2 separate regions of the Gossypium raimondii genome follow, and region 2 is linked to region 1. Evidence: chromatin contacts called from public Hi-C data. All regions are on one chromosome and are shown on one strand. Each heading gives the region's core, a stretch centred on a gene start, on an enhancer-like site or on the middle of the called end of the contact. The rest is flanking DNA. Distances are from core to core; before and after follow the strand shown. Region 1 has its middle 25 kb from the start of LOC105773753. Region 2 overlaps LOC105773369 (E3 ubiquitin ligase PQT3-like).

Region 1 (4,335 bases), core at 1,453-3,952:
CATTTAAACATATTTTTTAAGACACAAATCATATGCTAATGATGCTTCCATGTTTGCAATAGAAAAAATTGGTGGTGCCACCACCCTATCTCCCTCCACCCCCAACACCGTTCAAAACATACCATTTTGATAAATAATGATTGGCATACCATTTAGGTATTTAAATATTAATTATGTATTATATGCGTAAAGAAACCTTTTTTCTACTTTTTTTTATTTTTAAATTTTAAAATGTTTTTTATTAACGTGTCTAAACAATTTTGATAATTAAGCTAAATTATTATAAATTAACAGTTGCCTACTGATTAGGAAACATGTGGGTCCCAATAATTCCAATCAATGATAAAGAAAAGACTTGGAAAAGATCCGACGGTTGACAATGCTTAACTTTTTTCTTATGACTCCTAAATTACATATAACCTCCACAATTTCTAAAATTTTAAATTGGAGTATATTACACGTGTATTGAAACCTACATCCTTTACATTGTTGTAACAACAATAATATCAATTGAATTATAAGACTACTCTTGATCTATCTGAACGATTGACAATCCTGTTCCAAATATGTAAAATAAGATGTTATCAAGATAGCCAATATATGGCACATTTATTTTTCTATTAGAATTGGAATTGATATAAATGGATATAGGTATGTTGTGATGTATCGTTTTTGATTTATTAACATTTTAAAATATATATTTATAGATTTCAAATGAATGAAAATAAAATATTCATTACTAAATTTCACAAATAAAAATCAATTATTTAACAATTCAAAAAAAAAACATTAAACAATAAAATTTTTCACAATAAAATCATCCTATACTAAATATAAAGTTGAAGTGAAGCTTTTAGAAAATTTTCATTTCATTTCTTTTCTTTTTCCCTATATACAAGTTGGGGCAAATGACCAAAAAAGCCCTTTTTTTTAAAATTTACCGAAATGGGCCGATTTTTTGATTATTTACCGGAATGGGACATTTTCCACGAAATCGCGTCCACGTCAGCGCGATGTCAGGGTACGCACCAGGACATCGCGTCCACGTCAGCGCGATTTGCTTACGTGGACACAAATCGCGCCTACGAGGACGCGATTTGCTGACGTGGATGAACAATTTATGTTTTTAAGCTTGGAAAACTTTGAAAGGCCATATCTTTTCGCTCGGTTGTCCGATTGAGACGATTTTTTTATTTCGAATAACTTTTCGAGATCTACGCACTGGCAAATTGCCGAAGGCAGTTTGCCACAGTTTTTGTCAAAAAAGATCCTTTTTTGCCCTTAAATTTTGATTTTTTCGGTTTAAAATTGAATTTTGAAACATTCAAATCATTATTTTCCTTACTTATTTGAAGTAAACACGGATCTTTTTTACTGAATTGTCTTATATCATCCTGTTATAGGTATAAGTCACTCATTCCACTTTTGAGAAGTTCCTAAAATTTTCCATTTTATTCAATTTAGTCCCTAAAACCTAAATAGTCATATTTTCAAATCTAAGCTTCGTTTTTCAATTAAAATTCAATTTCATCCTTCCATAACATTCAAATATTCTTAAATACAAAATTTCATGCTAATTTTGAAAAATTACACTTTAGTCCCTATACTCGTAACTAACAAATTATACTTTACAAATTAGTCCCTATTCATCTCTAAGCAGTTTGTCAGCGCGTATATCTCAAAAAGTTTTCGAAATAAAAAAAATTGTCTCAATCGGACAACCGAGCGAAAAGTTATGGCCTTTCAAAGTTTTCCAAGCTAAAAAACATAAATTGTTCATGCCACGTCAGCAAATCGCGTCCTAGAGGGCGCTATTTGTGTCCACGTCAGCAAATCGCGCTGACGTGGATGCGATTTCCTGGCGCGTACCCTGACATCGCGCTGACGTGGCAGCGATTTCGCGGAAATGGCCCATTCCTGTAAATAATTAAAAATGTGGCCCATTTCGGTAAATTTTGAAAAAAAGGGTTTTTTTTTGGTAAAATGGCCTACAAGTTGTTTACTTATTTTTTATGTTGTTTAAAAGTTAAAGTCAGTAAACTTTAATGGTTAAAATTAAAGCTTTTATTATTAGTAGTATAAATGATAAATATATTTTTATATTATTTTTGATATTATTCATATATCATTTGGTACACAATGTTTCGATCGATGTGATCATAATTAGATAGAATAAATTGATAAAGTCGATACAAATTAAAATTTTTACTGCTGTGGAAAAGAGAATTGATTGTTTCGATTTTCAATTAAAACAATGTACACCAAATGATATAGCAAAAACTGATGCATAACCAACTATATTGATGGTTTAGGTTGTCATTAATTTTTGTTCTCAAAATTACAGTTAATTAATTTGCTCAGACAAAAATTAAAATTTCATCTATATATTTGTTTCAAATTAGAATTCATATTAAATTAAAATTTCATTTTCAAGGAGCGTTAAGAATTAAAGTTTAAAAATAAAAAATTATTTTTAAGTTATAATAATGTCAATAAATTAATTATTATAAAAACTTAGATTAAATAATTAACTCAACTCTAATTAATTAATTAAAATAAATTCAAACATAACATAAAATTCAATGTCCAAAACCTTGTATTAAAGCAAAGCATTTTTGTTAGTATAGTATTTAGAGGTGGAGATTTAAAGAATTTAGAAAATTGGGCCTAGCCCTTAATGTGGGCCTAGGCCAATGGGCTTAACCCCTTATACAAACAGTTTCTTCCAGGCCTCTCAAGTCTTCTGCTTCTGAACTAACTCATGTAGACCTCATCATGATCCAATTCGCTTGGATTCATCAGCTCGAATTTCATTTCATTTAAATATACTTGAATCCGTTGAATACATTAGCTTTCAACTCTAACTTGTCCTTGTTCATCCAACCCTTACATGGTTAAAATGTTTCTTAATGTTTTATTTATATTGTTATAATATTTTTTAAATTTAAGATTTTCTAATCAAATATATAAAAAATGTGTTTATAAAAGTAAAATATATGTAGAAATTCTTTTAAAATTAAGAGATTAAAAGTTAAAAATATGTAAAATAGTAACATTAAAAGAGAGATATTTTAGTAAATATATTGGAGTGAATTCTGTTTAAACTTGCTGGCTTCACCTTTGAAAATTTTAGTGAAACTTTTAGTTCCGTTTGATTTTAGTAAATAACAGTTGTTTTGTTTTTTTCTTGAAAAATAGGAAACATTGAAAATTTTATTTGTTTGAAAATTTTAAAAATAAATTTTGGGAAATGAAAATGAAACTATTTGATACTTTTAATCTTTATTTTATGTAAAACTGAAAAGTTTAAATGAATTGAGTCTAGTTTTAAACCTATATAAACATTAAAAAAATTCAATAGTATTAAATATCAAACTTGTTACCTTGGCTCAAATTCATATCAGTGTGGGATTATTTCATTTCCTTTCTCAATTTCTATTATAGGAAAATAAGTACCAAACAAGTTTTCATTACTGAAAACAAATATTTTATTTACAAAATATGTTTTTAATTTTAAAATAGAAAATAAAAATTATTTTTAAAATAAAAAGAAAAAAGAACTTTTATTTTCATGTTTTAAAAATGGTTTTCATTTTATGTTTTTAAAAATTTGAAAATAAATTTTATAATAGAAAAATTGTTTTCAATAATGGAAATATAAAATTACATTTTGCACATGTTTTCCATTATAGAAATATGATAAATAAAATTTCCTAGATTTATATGGATTTGAACTAGGGTAAGAGATAATATTTTAAAACTATTGAAAACAAAAATATTTTTGCATTTATATGGTTTTGAATCAATGCCAATTCATTAATTAAATTTAAAGTTAAAAAATCTTGTTTTTGTTATGAATGCTATTAAGTGGATGTTCACTATAATCAACTTTTCACCTTTCATATTCCTTAACTCTTCACATTTCATCTCCTTAAAACCCATTTCCTATTTATGTATTAGAAAAATGAGGAGTCTAATCTCTCCCTATATATATAGGAATATACTAGTTGTGATGATGATGAAAAATAATAGAATGCAATAGAAATCCCCCTATTCTCATATATATCTTTTATCTATTATTCTTGTTTTATAATACGTTATCAAACATGCACGCTTAAATTAATCTAAGAGTCTTGCGATCTTCATTAGTTTGGATCAAGGTATGTTTGCATCGTCAAAACTTCCACTAACCCAGTAATTTGTTAAAACTTCTAACATAGCCAAATTACTTGTAATTTATTTTGTGACTAAATTATTGTAATCGTCGGAGTATTGTTATGTTATGCTTGAAAGTTTGTTAAGAGACTACTTATGTTTATATTAAATTTGCATTGT
Region 2 (4,513 bases), core at 842-3,341, 230 kb after region 1:
TCTGAATCCAGCTCGGAACCACCATATCATTCCACTGACCAGAAAAAGAAACGAGAGAAAGATTCTAGCCGAAGTTCCAGGCATTCTAAGCATAAAGCAAAACCAGCTCGTGATGAATTGATTCATGATAGGTGGCAGATGAGTAGCGGCAGGTCAGATGAAGATAATCAAGAGAAGTGTCACTATCATAAAAGAAAAAGGTGTACTAAAACAAGCAACAAGTCTGATGTTTGAGGTAAATGTGTATATGAAGTTACATATCAGGAAGTAGTTGGGTAAATATGGTACTAGTTTCCTTTCCAGTGAGGTAAATGTATTGACTTGGTTTACTACTTGTTCCATTATATTGCTTTTCTTTTATCTGGATAGAGTAACGGTTCAAGATTGCACCGACTGAACATAGGGGATGTTCGGTATCTAATTTTGATTCTCTGTTGTTTTTGTTGACACAGATATAGTTGAGTGGTCGGCTTTTGGACAGTAGCTTCATGGATTATTATTATTAATTTTTTCTAAGCATCTTTCTTCTAACCATGTTTCAATTTGTAGCTTTTGCGGTGGAGGCAAGAAATAGTAAAGTTTTGATCAGAGGAGCCATTGCGTAAGTTAAATTTTAGGTTCGTTTGCTATTCAGAAAATGATGAAGCTGGTAAAGGTATGTTTCCTTTTCCAAGAAGGAATATAAAAGGTGAGGTGTTCGTGGCTTGACTCAAGTCTATTTATTTCTCCTAATACAACCCGACCCAAAATGTGAATTTCAAATCCATTTAAATTCACTCGTATCTGCAAATAGTAATTTTATTTTTTTTAAAGTTAAAAAACTTTTATTTTAGTCTTTGATAATTATATTTTCAATATAGTTTACATTTTAAGATTTACATTATAATATTGAATATTGATTGAATATTTTCATGCTCTAAATTACATATGCTAAATAAAAATAATATATTAAATAATTGAAAATTGGGTCGGGTTGAGACTTGAATGCAGTCAAGGTTTGTCATTTTTCAGGACGACATTTTTGTTAAAAGATTTTCAAATATTGGGCTTGGTGGTAGATTAGTCTTTTTAACAAATCTACCTGGCCAACTAACTAATTTTTCTTAGTTTTACACTTTTATTAAATATTACTAATGCTTTATCTAGTTATCGGCATAATTTCTTGAGGCGGTTTTTCGTCACAATCTTATTTGTTAAATGAGTAAAAGATTTCAGCTTTTGTAATTAATCGTGATTTGGTAACCTAATAGAGAAAAGAAAAGAACACAAGAATAATGAGCTTTCATTGTTTAAAAGTTGGCTTTGGGGGAAATGATTTTTTTACCCTCGTATCTAATCTAGATGTTTGTGGTTTGGGTTTTGACCCATTTGAAAACCCGTTTTATCATTGAAAATAATGTCAAAAATTTTGAAAGTTGTATCAATATTTTATATTTTAAAATTAAATAGGTTTTTTTCCTAAATAATTTTATATTTTGACTAACTAACCTAACCCTAATTCAGCCATAATAAGAGATCTTTTTACTTGATTTGTGCACGGGCAGGTTTTTTCAGCAATCTCGTGTTAGTGGCTAATTGGAGGATAACGATGATATAATTCCATTAAAGAAAACAGCAAAACGCCGGAGTATTATTCTCGCAAATTGTTTTAGTAAATGAGCTAATATAAATTAATTTAAATTTGATCAATTTTATCTTAGTCAACATCTTTTGATTGCTAACATGAATTAATTTAAATTGTTCCTTTTAACCACTCGACTACTTTGTAGCAAAGGAAAGGAAAATTTTTATTAATTTTAAGCAAATTCTATTTTTTTATTAAAAAATTTCCCTTTTTTCTAATTTAAAATTTAATTTAATACTTATTTTTTTGTTTTTAATTTTATATTTTATCTTAATGTTATGATAAATTATTATAATACCAGTATGTAAAACATGTTATTTGTTACCATTTTATTTTTGTGGGCCACTTTCGTTACATGGGCGATACGGTTCATAGTGATGTTGATAGGATGTTGTACTCTGGGAAACTGATTCTAGGGTTGCGTTTCAAGCAGTGGGTTCAAAAATTCGCTCTATCCCTTACTTTTTATTGTTGTTTCCTTGACTTCTCCATGTCGTCAGTGTAAACTTACCGAAAGTTGCGGGCCTGTGGGCTACTTTTAGATTTTAAAATTATTTCTATAATTAGAAATTCTTTCACATAAATTGCATATTTGTATTATAGTAATTTTTGAATTTGGTGTCATGAATTAATTCAACATCGATTTATCAAAGAAACTATTATTTAATTTGTGACTGATTCAATTAGGAAAATTATTAAAATTATCTTTTAAGTAATTAATATACCTTTTTTAGAAATAAGGAATTTTATTATGATACTATGTCTTTCATTATTTTTATATGAAATATATAAATAAAATAGCTATAAATAGAAAGGTTGGAATAACCAAAGGATAATGAAATTTTATTCGTAAGTCTCTTAATCATAATATCTTTAATTCAATCGTTGAATAAGTATTTTATAAATATATTTATTATATAGAGTTGTTTTTTCCTCGTATAATGAATGATTGTTGTGTATCGCATTGACCTCTTTTGTAGATAATAACTCTAAAGTGCAGGGTCATTGATCAGCAAATGACAACGTTGGAAAGATTTCTGGCTTTCCTTGGTTATTTTTTTCAGTTTGGTTTTCTCGATGCTTGTTCTATCATCAACCTAATTTAAATAAGTGATGGATTTATAATCCCTGTTTATCAACCCGAAAACCGTTAGTTTAAAATTTGTCTCTATGTTTTGTTCTTTTTATTTGAACGACTACTAGACTTCAACAAGTAAAGAAAGCTTAAAATGTACATGGTTCTTAATAAAATCGAGCAAAAATTCTAAAATTCTCTATCACGCGCTGGTTCAACATTAAGAGCAGAGATAAGGGAAGGAGCCAGGGAGGTCGTTTCTAAGCTTCAACAACGGATGGTTTCTGCGCTGCTGCTGGTTCCGTACGTTGACTGTTTTGTTCCTGTTCCGAGTGTGTTAACTTGATTAGAGAGTAAGTAACGATCTAATACTAATATGAATATTTTAACATTTACTTCTATTGTGATTTGAAGAACTTTATTATCATGTGAATATGCATATGCATTTCTAAAGTTGACTCTTTAATTTAAAGGAAAAATTAAATTGATTTTTATTAAGTTAGAAGATTAAAAAAATCATTATGTCTTTTTAAAAGCATTGTCATACTGACGTGATAAGATTTCAATAAAGTTGTAGTATAGTGATAAGTATTCTTGCCTGTCATTCGGGAGACCCAGGTTTGATCCCTAGAAACAATGTATATTTTCTATTTGTTTCCGCTTTGTTCTATTTGGGGTGCCTTCCAACTAGGAAACAACTTGTCAGGTTCGACCATAGAAAAGGAGAGTTGTCCAGCGAATCTTGGGGGGCTTCGCCTCAGGATGACCGATACGTTGTCCTTTGTTGACTCTTTTGCCCACCATGTCTGCATTTAATGTTTCAACTCTCAGAGAAAGTGTAGAACTCTATCTCGAGAAAGTTAACAACATGGGCCTTTATACCGTCAGTCATACTGAATGAATCCTTGTGTTATAAGCTCTTTTATGACCTTGCAGTAGGTATGGTTGTCTTGTTGCACTCTTGTAAGAGTTTAGACCTCATACTCAAGACTCAAGAGACACATCGCTCCTGTTTTTCACATTTATGGATGCAGTGATGCTTTTTTTTTGCTTTTAATGTATTTTGTCTTTGTGCAAAATGCGTGGATTCTGCAAACATTGATATATTTCTATTATTCATCTCCTTAAGTTGCATGCTAGCCTTCAGGGCTACAATCATTGACCAAATAAGAGTGCATTCATATGTGTTATGGCATGAGATCGAATTTCTCAAAATGCATCTATGGGTGACAAAACCTTATTGAGACCTGTGATGGCCCAAAGAGAACAACTTTTATTTCTTAAGGGTTTAGGTGTTAAAATGATAGATTTGAAGCTTATATGTGAAAAATGACTAAAATGTAAAGCTTAATTGATAGTTTCGTACATTGCAGACTAAATTGAATAAAATGTAAAATTGAATGTAGAATTGAATGTAAAAATAGGAAATGTGAGGCCCCTAATGGAATATAATGAAATCAAATTTTAAATTAGAGTTTTAGTTTGGAAGTTATGTCAATCTCGATTTTAGGGATTAAATTGAAAAATTGTAAAGTTTGAATAAAATGACAATTGATTGTGAATTTGGTCTAATATTAATGATGTTGTATCTTTATGTTAATCCATAGCTAATGTCGACCCGGATTCTTCGAGAGGGAAAGGAAAAGCTAAAGTCGTCGACGAATAGCTCGAAATTTCTGGTTTATAATTCTATAATTCGGGAACCTTTTAATTGTTGCATATTTATATCATTATACATTATATGGAGTTAGAGGTGAGTATTGATGATTGCTTGAGTTAAACTGATGTGATTTAGATCAAATATCGAAGTAGGG

The links. A called contact is a pair of places that touch in the nucleus more often than the background predicts.
Region 2: a contact with region 1 is called in a Hi-C map of leaf, with 2.8 times the contacts expected there. The contact joins two enhancer-like sites. A contact is called at or near these places in 2 of 2 Hi-C or Micro-C datasets (both in leaf).

What each region holds. Positions count from the first base shown.
Region 1 is chr6:16,245,984-16,250,318 of ASM2569854v1, forward strand. No RefSeq gene overlaps it. Among protein-coding and RNA genes, the nearest start is that of LOC105773753, 25 kb to the right of the region's middle. Within about 2 kb of position 2,703, the one cell type or tissue checked has open chromatin away from gene starts, as enhancers often do. A contact at or near this core is called in leaf, where this site is marked.
Region 2 is chr6:16,480,375-16,484,887 of ASM2569854v1, forward strand. LOC105773369 (E3 ubiquitin ligase PQT3-like) reads left to right here. Exons shown (of 15, transcript XM_052632284.1): 15 at 1-3,756. The coding sequence ends at 234. Among protein-coding and RNA genes, the nearest start is that of LOC105773369, 7.3 kb to the left of the region's middle. Within about 2 kb of position 2,092, the one cell type or tissue checked has open chromatin away from gene starts, as enhancers often do. A contact at or near this core is called in leaf, where this site is marked.